Regions from separate parts of the Salmo salar genome. Here region 1 is linked to region 2. A link is a contact called in public Hi-C data. All regions are on one chromosome and are shown on one strand. Each heading gives the region's core, a stretch centred on a gene start, on an enhancer-like site or on the middle of the called end of the contact. The rest is flanking DNA. Distances are from core to core; before and after follow the strand shown.

Evidence for each region. Hi-C and Micro-C count contacts between places; a contact is called where the count stands out from the background.
Region 1: a Hi-C map of muscle shows a contact between it and region 2, with 7 times the contacts expected there. The contact joins the promoter of LOC106612875 here to the enhancer-like site in region 2. A contact is called at or near these places in 2 of 3 Hi-C or Micro-C datasets (gill and muscle).

Annotation. Positions count from the first base shown.
Region 1 is chrssa01:78,091,675-78,098,052 of Ssal_v3.1, forward strand. It overlaps LOC106612875 (slit homolog 1 protein), which reads right to left and starts at 4,601. Exons shown (of 38, transcript XR_001330387.2): 1 at 3,963-4,601.
Region 2 is chrssa01:77,952,998-77,960,252 of Ssal_v3.1, forward strand. It overlaps LOC106612875 (slit homolog 1 protein), which reads right to left. Exons shown (of 38, transcript XR_001330387.2): 25 at 3,245-3,316. Among protein-coding and RNA genes, the nearest start is that of LOC123744188, 22 kb to the left of the region's middle. Within about 2 kb of position 5,459, at least 1 of the 13 cell types and tissues checked has an H3K27ac peak or open chromatin away from gene starts, as enhancers often do. A contact at or near this core is called in muscle, where this site is marked.

The DNA of each region.
Region 1 (6,378 bases), core at 3,351-5,850, 140 kb after region 2:
CTACCCGGGTTAAATAAAGGTGAAATAAAATAAATAAATAAAAGTTCCCTTGCGACAGTTTAGCTTTTGCAACGAGACCATTAAATATATTTAAGACAATGGTAGAAGAGAGTGTAGTTCTGTTCAGTTTGGACTTCAGTTTATCGCTAACCTTATCACAGGGACTTTGAAGCACTAACTTACATCATCTGCATGCTGATCTTGGAATAAATTGACGATAGCAAAGATTCCATCTTTGACGATGCCACATAAATGGAATAGGTACTAGCTAGCTTAATAGTTAATATTTGCGCGCTAGCTCTGCATATTCAGCTAGTGTGTGTGCGCGATTGACTGGATTAACCTTACGTCAGTTACGTTCATTGAGTGCCTTTCAGACAGTAAACACGACCCCTCTGTTACCTTGCCAACTAAGGAACTGGCAGTGGATCAAACCATTGTGAGGCAAAGAGTGGGGGGGTCGCAATCTTTTGAAACTTAAAAACGCGCTATTAAGTGTCTATAATCAGCACAATTGTTTTCATTGCGTATTATTAATATTATTTAAATTACATAGTTATGTTTCAGTGATATATTGGGGGGGGACAAATCATATTTTTCCCAGGATGGGGGGGGGTCGTGTCCCCGCCGTTCCCCCCGGGATTTCCGCCCCTGGGTGAGTCCAACACCCTACCGTATCTCAGAGCAGGGCATTCTCTGGCATGAAGATCATCTTCTACTAACACTACCCTTCTGACACACATAGTTTTTCATTTATTTAACTAGGCCCAATACAGGCTCCCGAGTGGCGCAGAGGTCTACGGCGCTGCATCTCAGTGCAAGAGGCGTCACTACAGTCCCTGGTTCGATTCCAGGCTGTATCACATCCGGCTGTGATTGGGAGTCCCATAGAGTGGTGCATAATTGGCCCAGTGTTGTCCGGGTTTGGTCGGGGTAGGCTGTCATTGTAAATAAGAACTTGTTCTTGTCGACTTAATTATTATTTTTTTTAAAAAGGCAAGTCAGTTAAGAACTAATTTGTTTTTACAATGACGGCCTACCAAAAGGCAAAAGGCCTCCTACGGGGGCTGGGATTAAAAATAAAAATATAGGACAAAGCACACATTGTAAATAAGAGAGACAACACTGTGATGAGTCTGACCCTGAGGTGGCTGGAGAGCTGTATTCTGCTGTGAAGAGGATGAACGAGGCCAGCCCAGTCATTCCAATCCCATTATCAGCTCATTGCCACTCCACACAGATAGTCCACAGTGTTATCAGAGCGGTCCACCAGCCATAGATGGATCAATAGATCCATTAGAGAGATAACACAGATAAGAGAAACAGATAAGAAGGGATGGTAATAGAGAAATTGATGCAAGCTAGGGACGGCCATTTCTGAAACTTGTGGGATGTGTGCATATACTGTATATGTGTGTACCAAAACAAAATATGTCATGTTTAAATACCTGTTGAATTGCATCAGGCCTATAGAAACCAATCCACAGCATGGCATAGTTTAAGTATGAGTGATGCAGAGAGGTTTGTTTGTGAGTTGGACTAAGAATGTACGGCGGGCTGAAGACATCCTAGCCACGGCAGGAGAAGGTGTGTGTGTAGCGTGGTGTGATTTTAACACCTGCAGCTGAGCCGAGGTCGGAGGTCAGGGCCGATCCAAACCCACAGTGACAAGTGTAAATGGGAAACTGCAGTCAGTGTCAAGACCTCCCCCAAATCACACACATACTCACGGTCCACCGACCAACACACATCGTTCACACACTTTCCCCCCAAATCGCCCCAGCAGTCCAGGGTTGGCCAATAAAGCTTGTCCAGACAGGCTGTGTCCCTCTAACCTCCTTCACACCTTCCCCTCGCTCCTCCTGAAGTCAATGTAAAGGCCTGTACTCTGCCCCAGTAGTTGTCTACCCCAGTACCCCTCACCAATATTGCACTATTATCAGCCTTAGTGGTGTTTTCACACACACAGTCCCAGCGGGTGGGGGGGTTGACTTGTTCAATCATCCTGATGAATCACCCTATATACCAGCCCTGGATTACAGAGAGTTTATATTGTTAACTAACCAATTCATGAAGACCAAGAACCTTCTACATGACATACACACACGCACCACACACACAAGCGCACATTGACAGAAAGCTTTAAACGCTTGACTACCAAATAATAAAATCTGCACGGCATACGCACACACTGACAACTTAAAAGTCTAACCGCCAAAGAGGGAAAGTCTGCCAGACACACAGACAGAAGCATTTAGAGAGGCACAGAAATCCGTCCTATTTAGCAAGACGGTTTGAAGCATGAAATCACATTACAAATCCCAGGTATAACAGCTAGTATACATGACCTACACATGCATAAACTAACTGCAACACATAAAACACACTTCAGTTTAACTACGGTACACTCTCAGTGCATACGGCTGTTCATGTAAAAGGAAACCACAAAATCGTCATGTTTCCCCCTACAAAATATCCCAAGCGTGTGTCTGTGTGTGTGTGTGTGTGTGTGTGTGTGTGTGTGTGTGTGTGTGTGTGTGTGTGTGTGTGTGTGTGTGTGTGTGTGTGTGTGTGTGTGTGTGTGTGTGTGTGTGTGTGTGTTCTGTCTGTGAACATACAAGCAGCTCTGACACATGCATCCGCTACAAAAAGGTGTTCTTAGAAATGAAATATGGAGTTCATGAAATATGCAGCCAGCTCCCGCTACGCAAACGCTGCTTCTGACACAAGTGTTTCTCTCCTCTGCTCTCCTCTGTCTCTCTCCTCCATTCCCACAACATATTTTATTCATCTGAGCTATTCTAGAAGCTGAAACAGAACAATCTATTTCCCTCACCTCTCCTCTCCTCCTCCTCACCACTGATTTACCGATTAATATTTCAAAAGGAAACCCATAAAAGGAGAAATCTCTTTCCATTTCTCTCATCATCCCTCCACTTTCTCCTTCCTGGTACAAGACGTCTAGCAGATCTTCTCACAGGCAGGACACACTTAAGGAGCAGATTTGCTTAATTTTCTACATGATTTAACAATTTGGGGAGAGGGGGGCCTGCAAGAGGGAGGGAGGGCCGGTGCAGGAGAGGGAAAGAGAGAGAAAGAGAGGATCCAGTCTGCAGATAGTGAACTAACTATATCATCAGGAGAATACACAGTGTCCTGAAACCAACAGAATGTCGGCTAACATTTACATCTCGTCTAGAGGGAGTCAAATTAACAATGGATTATTTTAATAGAGAAGATTGAAATAAAAAACATGCAAATATGTAGTGAAATTCAGCTTATACCATAAATACATATGCCATACCACCACATCAAAATAGAAGTTTACTGATTTAATCATCTCACAGTAACATTTTTCCGCATAGAAAAGGGGAAATAGTGAAGATCAACAGTCAACTGTAGTAATTATATTAAACTGGAGCATTTCCACAGTTTGCGGGGAACATGTATACATGTATGTGTGAGCCTGTAGACATACACACACATCAACGGCAGGTATGTAAATTATGGACACATGAACGGCATACATCTGCTCCGGCTCTTTCCAGTCTCTCATGCCTATTTATACCTGACTGGAATGCTATGCACGCGCGCGCGCGCGCGCACACACACACACACACACACACACACACACACACACACACACACACACACACACACACACACACACACACACACACACACACACACACACACACACACACACACACACACACACACACCACTCAGGGCTATTGTTCTCTCTCTGTTTCAGCAAAGTCATGTGCGCCACCACACACACAGAAACAGACACACAGAGACATAGAACCACAGACAGGCAGACAAATACACACATATAGTAAAGAGACAGACAGACAGACAGACAGACAGACAGACAGACAGACAGACAGACAGACAGACAGACAGACAGACAGACAGACAGACACAAACAGGTATGGTATGGTACAGAAGTAAATACTTACAGTCTCTCTGTGTTGCGGGGTATATTCCGGGGCATGGTTTTGATGCCCAGCCCATGGCAGTCCACCGTGGTGCCACTGCAGGTACACAGGGCAGGGCACGCGCTGACATAGCCTGTCACCAGGGCACAGAGAACCAGCACACACACCCAGTACCCAGGCAACCTCCCCACGCCTGCCCCAGAACAAGCTCCTCTACCGGGCATGATCTCCACAACTGCAGCCTCCTGCTTCTCAAAACCTAGCTCCAAAAAAGCCTTTTCTCTTTCTTTCTCCTTCTCTCTGCAAAATCCCCAATTCCTGCTACACAGTACACGTTTTTTACAATCAGTGTGTAGGCTCTCGTAGAATGAGAAAGAAATCTCACTGTTACAACATAAAACAGGGCTAGAAATAAGTAATGTCCTCAGTTGGTAATGTATTCTGAAAGGCTTGATTTTCTTCTCTTTTGCTCTCCTTCTTTCCTTGCAAAGGGAACTATCCACCTCTCTCTTCTCTTTGTGGAGTTGTTCTGTTCTACACTCGTTCGCTCACGACTCTTCTCTCTCTCTCTGTCCCGCTCTGCTCTGCTTGTCTGACTAGGGGGAATGGGGATAGAGCAGAATGAAGAAAAGCCTATCTCTCTCTCCTACACACACAGCAGTCATCCATCACAAGGAGCTACAAATAGCAGACCCCTGACTCCACCCCTCCCCCTCCTCCTTCCCTCCTCACACAACCCCCCCCCACAGAACCCTGCCTGAACTCTCTCATTCTCTCTCATTCTCTCTTTTAGTCCCTCATTTTCTCTTATTCTCACCCTCACAACTCTCTCTCTGCCCTTTATTCTCTGTTTCATTCTCTCCCAGGCTTGCCTCCAGCAGCCCGTATAGAGCAGAGAGCAGTAACCTGTGTGACACTGTTCAACCCCTGTCCCCAGTATCACAAAGGACTGTGCACGTGTACATATGTGTGTGTATAAATGCATACATACAAAATGTACATTTATGACCACCTAATATAAGGACTTGGACATCCGTAGACTGTTGAAGTCCTTAGTGGTGGCTAGGAGGAGGTTAGTCTCCAACCTCTCTCCAAACAGTGAAATAAAGACCTCTGCACAGCTGACTGTGTCAGACCCTTCACTTCATCTCTTCCTGCATGCACTGTGGTGGAACCATCCCAGCGTAAACACTATAACAGAACCTGAAGAACCCTGGAAGCCCAATCTCTGGCTGACAAAGAAAAACAGAGGAGAAAAAGACAGACTGATGGAGATGAGAGATACGGTACAAACAAAAAGAGAAGTGTGTTCCGTCCTTCCTAGGCCCCGCCAGACACACGCACACGTAGTGGAGAGAGAGTGATCCATCTGGCCCAGTAAAAGCGTCTGTGGTGTATAGATCTTCCTAACATGGGTCCTGAACACAGGGGAGAGGGTGGTGTTTAGGGCGTCTCTCCCTGTCCCTCCGCTCTCTTACAAACACCTCTCTGTTTGTCCTAGATGTGGGAAGGGACGACACCAGTTTGCACTTAAGAGGACTAGCAAACAGCAGACAGTACCACAACTCATATAGGAAATAAAATAAGTCAACTGCAAGGCTCAGGCGCATGTCTCTTTTGTTTGTGTGGTAATTGTGAAGTAAGTTAGTAGTAACTAGAGTTTACCAAATGGAGAAAATAGAAGAGTTGTGTGAAGTTTTTTAATTATTCTAAAACACTACTATGTATCAGGGACGCAACTTTCACTGGGGAAGGGCGGGACATGTCCAACCCACAATCTAAAATTGCATTTTGGTCCCCCACAGTTTTATCATTGGAATGTGATTGGAATGACAAAATGAGGCAATGGTTTGCCTCCGAGTGGTCAGGTAGGCTGTTTGGAGTGTTTATCCGACTGGATAAAAAAAAATAAAAAAAAATAAAAGTTGTCTTTTTAAACCTTCTAAAACCACTTCTAAAACCAAAGTTTGGCATGGATGTGTGTCTGACTGAGAATGGGCCAAACTGTGTGGAGAACACATTCTAAATAAAACCCAAGTTTGACCTGGTAACTATATACAGTAGTGACCATTGGTATTTCCAGCACGGTCACTGCTGTCCTGTTGTGTATTTACAGGACCTGAGAGTGGCAGCAGTCCCCTGCTGGAGGTCTGTAAAACCTGTGTACAACATATACACGACACACACACATTAAGAGTCATGTGCACACACACACAGGTGCACAGCGTATACCTCTAATACCAAACATGCAACAACACAATCATGACTCACATTCCAACCACCTGCATTGTGGATAACTTCTGTTCCTTGTCCCTCTTCTTTCATAACCCTCTCCTTACTCACAACACTTCCAGCAGAAAAGTAAACTGCAGACAAAAATAGATACATTTTAACTTTTGCTCCTGGAATGTAAGGAAAGTGTATGATATCACACTTT
Region 2 (7,255 bases), core at 4,209-6,708:
GTAAAGGTCAGTTATAGATGTTAAAGTTAGGGTTAGTTACGGTTAGAGTAAGGTAAAGGTCAGTTATAGATGTTAAAGTTAGGGTTAGTTACGGTTAGAGTAAGGTAAAGGTCAGTTATAGATGTTAGAGTTAGGGTTAGTTACGGTTAGAGTAAGGTAAAGGTCAGTTATAGATGTTAGAGTTAGGGTTAGTTACGGTTAGAGTAAGGTAAAGGTCAGTTATAGATGTTAGAGTTAGGGTTAGTTACGGTTAGAGTAAGGTAAAGGTCAGTTATAGATGTTAGAGTTAGGGTTAGTTACGGTTAGAGTAAGGTAAAGGTCAGTTATAGATGTTAGAGTTAGGGTTAGTTACGGTTAGAGTAAGGTAAAGGTCAGTTATAGATGTTAGAGTTAGGGTTAGTTAAGGTTAAGGTCAGATGTTGGCTATTCAGGCTGTCAATTGGGCTGGTCAGAAAATTCCCCTAAGTCTCTCTCTTCTAGAAAGGACCAACAAGCTATGCCTCTGCTGCTTGAAAAGTTTGCAGAACGCTATCTCTGATTACATTGCTGTTGGATAAGTTATTTGACATACTTGGGGGGGGGGCATTTGAAAGTAGAGAAAGGAGAACAAATGTTGAATTGTTGATACAAAGTGTAGACAAATGAGGAGAAATTGAGTTGCTAAAAGGGAACTTAGTCATGGCTACTTCTGAATCAATGCTGTAGAAAAACATGCATGCAGGCACAGTGACGCACAGTCACACACACTGCCTGATCGATGCTGCTCCATTACCCAGAACCACAGGCTCGTGTTTCAAGCCAGTCCAATAGCTGATATCTGACATCTGCTAACATGAAAGGCACTTGACTGTGGATCAATGATAGACAAAGACAAGGAACCCCCACAAGCTTCTCTAGATCTTTCTCTCTTTACCTCCCTGCAATATCCCTCCTCTCTCTACCATTTCTTCTTCTTATCCTCCCATGTATACCCCTCCCATTCTCTCTCCTTCTCTTCACAGCACTCTCTTCTGTCGTCTTATTTCCTCTTCTCCCATCCCTCTCTTTCCTTCTCCATCCCTCTCTCTCCTTCTCCATCTCTCTCTCTCCTTCTCCATCCCTCTCTCCTTCTCCATCCCTCTCTTTTCTTCTCCATCCATCTCTCTCCTTCTCCATCCCTCTCTCCTTCTCCATCCCTCTCTCCTTCTCCATCCCTCTCTCTCCTTCTCCATCCCTCTCTCTCCTTCTCCATCCCTCTCTCTCCTTCTCCATCCCTCTCTCTCCTTCTCAATCCCTCTCTCTCCATCTCCACCCCTCTCTCTCCTTCTCCATCCCTCTCTCTCCTTCTCCACCCCTCTCTCTCCTTCTCCATCCCTCTCTCTCCTTCTCCATCTGTCTCTCTCCTTCTCCATCCCTCTCTCTCCTTCTCCACCCCTCTCTCTCCTTCTCCACCCCTCTCTCTCCTTCTCCACCCCTCTCTCTCCTTCTCCATCCCTCTCTCTCCTTCTACATCCCTCTCTCTCCTTCTCCATCCCTCTCTCCTTCTCCACCCCTCTCTCTCCTTCTCCATCCCTCTCTCTCCTTCTCCACCCCTCTCTCCTTCTCCACCCCTCTCTCTCCTTCTCCATCCCTCTCTCTCCTTCTCCATCCCTCTCTCTCCCTCTCTCTCCTTCTCCACCCCTCTCTCTCCTTCTCCATCCCTCTCTCTCCTTCTCCATCCCTCTCTCCCCTTCTCCATCCCTCTCTCTCCTTCTCCATCTGTCTCTCTCCTTCTCCATCCCTCTCTCCTTCTCCATCCCTCTCTCTCCTTCTCCACCCCACTCTCTCCTTCTCCATCCCTCTCTCTCCTTCTCCATCCCTCTCTCTCCCTCTCTCTCCTTCTCCACCCCTCTCTCTCCTTCTCCATCCCTCTCTCTCCTTCTCCATCCCTCTCTCCCCTTCTCCATCTCTCTCTCTCCTTCTCCATCCCTCTCTCCTTCTCCATCCCTCTCTCTCCTTCTCCACCCCTCTCTCTCCTTCTCCACCCCTCTCTCTCCTTCTCCACCCCTCTCTCTCCTTCTCCATCCCTCTCTCTCCTTCTCCATCCCTCTCTCTCCTTCTCCATCCCTCTCTCCTTCTCCACCCCTCTCTCTCCTTCTCCATCCCTCTCTCTCCTTCTCCACCCCTCTCTCCTTCTCCACCCCTCTCTCTCCTTCTCCATCCCTCTCTCTCCGTCTCCATCCCTCTCTCTCCCTCTCTCTCCTTCTCCACCCCTCTCTCTCCTTCTCCATCCCTCTCTCTCCTTCTCCATCCCTCTCTCCCCTCTCCATCCCTCTCTCTCCTTCTCCATCCCTCTCTCTCCTTCTCCACCCCTCACTCTCCTTCTCCATCCCTCACTCTCCTTCTCCATCCTCTCTCTCCTTCTCCATCCCTCTCTCTCCTTCTCCATCCCTCTCTCTTCTTCTCCACCCCTCTCTCCTCCCTTGCCCTCTGTGCTCCTGACATGGATAGACCTATTGATTTACAGCTGATGGCTTTGACATGACAGACAACCTGGACCCCACTGGGAGTAAAGATCTGCTTCAACCTCCAAAAGTTAAGTACAAACACACACAAACATGCTGATGGACACGAATGCTACCACACACACACACACACACACACACACACACACACACACACACACACACACACACACACACACACACACACACACACACACACACACACACACACACACACACACACCCAAACATCCCTTCAAAGCCCACAGACTGCGAAGAATGTTATGAAACCTACAAGGTGTGTGTGTGTGTGTGTGTGTTTGTTTTGGTGACGTCACAGTGGAGGGGTGTGTAGCATCACCGCAGCTCTGTGGCTGACCAGGGGAGTTCAGCGGATATGAAGCCCACCAAACAGCTCTAGTGACGGACTACTGTTAGCCACCATCCTCCTGACAGACACACTACCAGCCCAGACCACCTCTGTGTGTGTGTGTGTGTGTGTGTGTGTGTGTGTGTGTGTGTGTGTGTGTGTGTGTGTGTGTGTGTGTGTGGCTAGTCTTCAGAAAGTGGGTGGTACAGTAGGGGCAAGCAGATGGTAACAAACAAGAGGCTTCTGTTTATATGTGATATGTTTTATTGATGCTGGTGTTGCTTTAGAAGAGTGTGTTTGATGAATGTGTGTGTGTACTTCTTTGTGTGTGTGAAAGGTGTATGCATGTGTGTCTGTTTGAGTGTATTGGGCATGCTCCTGTGCGTTCATGTGTGTGCGTGTGTGTACTCACAGGTGAGACAGAGAGGCCACGTCACTGAAGATGCCGTCAGGAAGCTCGGAGATCTCGTTGCCATGGAGAGACCTTAGAGACGACAGACAGAGTGGGAGGGGATTAGGATTCAACTAGATCTGCTCACACCGTTCTGTTCAAACAGCCTAAATGTCACATCACAATTTGATAAAGTCGACTGCGTCGAGATTTGTTCAGAAGTTTCTGTAGTCAGACAATGCAGGGTCGTTATGTTAGAGTTACAGTTGCAGAGGCCCTGAGGTCTACAGGGAAAGAGGAGTGCATGGAGAGAGCTCCCGTGTGAATCAGTTAGCTACACTTCTCTCTCTAATGACTGCAGCTTTACTGTCTGTTTCTCTGCAGCAGGTCTGGGCAGGGGAAAGGTTGGCTCTGTGTCTGTTATGTGGGGCTCAGGGCTGGCTGGCAGAGACAGACATAGGGCTGCAGTGGAATCCAGAGTGGCTGGTGTTGGGTTACTGAACTGAGTACTGAGCAGAGTGCCTAGGCTGTGATTACCAGACAGGGTGCTAGGGTTCTGACAGTTAAAGGGGGGCAGTGAGGGTAGATGAGGGGGGTCTGTGAGTGAGCGAAGGGGGAGTTAGAACTTCTGAACAGTTCTTAGTGACTGTTGTAGCCGGCTACCACCCGGTACTCACCCTGCACCTGAGAGACTGCTGCCCTATGTACATAGTCATTGAACACTGGTCACTTTAATAATGTTTACATACTGTTTTACCCAGTTTCTATGTACACTGAGTGCACAAAAAATTAAGAATAGCTTCCTAATATTGAGTTGAAGTGGAATTAACAAGTGACATAAATAAGGGATCATAGATTTCATCTGGATTCACCTGGTCAGTCTATGTCATGGAAAGAGCAGGTGTTCATAATGTTTTGTACACTCAGTATATGTAATGTATTTTAGTCATGGCTCATCCTATATAACTTCTATTTTAGATTTTTTTCTGGATTATGTATGTATTTGTATTTATTGTTATTGCTAGGTAATAGCATTTCGCTGCACCTGCGATAACATCTGCAAATCTGTGTACTCGCCCAATAAACTTTGATTTGATTTTGATTTGCTGTCTGGAGTGGGGGTGGGGGTGGGGGGGGAAGGGGTCTGTCAGTGTCCCAGTGCCAGGGCTGCTTCTTTCCTCATCTTTCAATGAGGGGTTTTGGTGATGAGCCACTGGGCTAACCGATAGATATCACATTTTATTTGTCACATACGCCGAATACAACAGGTGTAGACCTTACAGTGAAATGCAAACCTATAAGCCCTTAACCAACAACGCAGTTCAAGAAATAGAGTTAAGAAAATATTTACTAAATAAACTGAAGTAAAAAAATGGAATCAAATCAAAAAGTGACTCAAGAAAATGACATAACAATAATGAGGCTATATACCGGGGGTATGTGCGAGGTAATTTAGTCGAGGTAATTTGTAAAGTGACTATGCATAGATTAAAACAAAGCACATGCGCGCACACATGCGCACACACACACACACACACACACACACACACACACACACACACACACACACACACACACACACACACACACACACACACACACACACACACACACACACACACAAGGCTTAATGGCAGTAAACACAAGGCTTTAATGGCAGTAAAATAATATGGCTGTACTATTTTGTCAGGACATTAGCAACAGTCTCAGTCTCTTTGGCTGAAGACCAGATACCTAGTTCTAATACCCTTGGCTACTGACCAAACTATAGTATTACTATACCTTCCTGTTCAGTACAGATGCGCTATCTTAATTTGATCACTCTTGTTGAAGCTAATTTGCCTGCACAGCATAAAATGCAAATTGTTTGGTATTCAAGTTTTTAAAAGACTTCTAATGTTTGTAATTTCCACTTTAAAGTGGCAGACTTGATTTATCCCAAAAATATACCAACCCCTACAAAAGTGTCCATTAATTATAATCCACGTAATAATTCACATTTCCTGTTTCTATAGGATTATTTTCCTGTTGTGAGAAACATGGTCAAATTAAGATAGAACATGTACTGTACTAACCCCTAGCTAGCTCTGTGCACTCCTTTAATGTATCCACTCTAACCCTCATACGCTATAGCCCCAGCTGACTGAACACTTATACCCCTTACGGTGAGGGTATGGGCAGGAGAAAGATTTGCAGTGGGCAGTTGGCCAGTAGCACTGTCTCAGAGAGAGAGAGAGAGATGAGAGGGAGGAGCGGAGCCAGGGAGTCTCTGTTACAGAAACATGATCTTTACTAACACACCGGCACACTGCTCTCCTGGCCTCCCTTTTTCATGTCGCTTCCTTTACCTCAGTTCTGAAATCTCTTTCTTTTTCTCTCAATTTCTCTTTCTCACCCCACACTTCTTGGCCACACCCTGGCACTGTCTTGACACACTCCCTTTACACCTAATACCCAACACGCACGCACGCACGCACGCACGCACACACACACACACACACACACACACACACACACACACACACACACACACACACACACCTAATACCCAGCACGCAGGCACACACACACACACACACACACACACACACACACACACACACACACACACACACACACACACACACACACACACACACACACACACACACACACCTAATACCCAACACGCACGCACACACACACGCACGCACGCACACGCACACACACACACACACACACACACACACACACACACACACACACACACACACACACACACACACACACACACACACACACACACACACACACACCTAATACCCAGCAGGCCAATTAGCAGCTTATTAATCCTTATCCAAAACCACAATAAACATCATACACAGGCACAGACACACGCACACACACGCATATATACACACACACACACACACACACACACACACACGCACACACACGCACACACCAAACCACATCCATGCCAGACCCAGACCCTTAGCCTGTTTGAAGCTGTGTGCACTAATGATTCCTAAATGTCTTTACTAGTCTGTAAAGCCGAAGGGTGTGTGTGTGTGTGTGTGTGTGTGTGTGTGTGTGTGTGTGTGTGTGTGTGTGTGTGTGTGTGTGTGTGTGTGTGTGTGTGTGTGTGTGTGTGTGTGTGTGTGTGTGTGTGTGTGTGTGTGTGTTATAATGAAACTTTTGGCACCTCAGTGTGCTTTCTGTGAAGGGGACACTAAAACCTGCCAACTTTGAACTCTGAACCCCTTTTAGAGTCTTACAGTTAAAACTATTAAACGTCTCGCCTGAGACACTTTCTGTCTCAGCCTCTCTATCCCTCCTCCCTTTCAGAAAAGAAAGAGCCAGGTACCAATTGACATTTTATAGGAGGGATTTGATTGATCAGACCAGCAGTAAAGACATCAAAGTTTTCTGTTTCATTTCTGACTCCTGTTCAACTGAGACAATAGGGTGGTCCTAGACAGAGAGGAGGAGTGTGTGTGTGTGTTCATGTGTGTGTGAGGGGGCGTCTGCATACTAACATAGGGTATAAGTTACAAATGAAGCAGACTTATATGGCGCGTGAGTGAAATGTACCAGCAGTCACGGTCATATAGCTTCATTAAGATCAAAGACAGCGGCTGGGAGCTGAAATACAGTATGAACTAATGATCATTCAGCTGCACTGTGATTCTGCTGGTAAAAACAGGACCAAGGCTTTGTGTTTCCTAATGATCATGGAGGCTGACTCTTATTCTGCAGTAAAAAGCAGCTTTGTGTAGTTCTTTGTTGTGAGCAGTGAAAGACTGCCTGGTAAAACACTTGGATGTCTGACAAGTCTGCTGCTGAACTGCATTTGCATGATAAGTAACCTTGACTTGAGGCTTGAAGACTTGCGTTAGCTCCCTGATAAGTAACCTTGACTTGAGGCTTGAAGACTTGCGTTAGCTCCCTGATAAGTAACCTTGACTTGAGGCTTGAAGACTTGCGTTAGCTCCCTGATAAGTAACCTTGACTTGAGGCTTGAAGACTTGCGTTAGCTCCCTGATAAGTAAC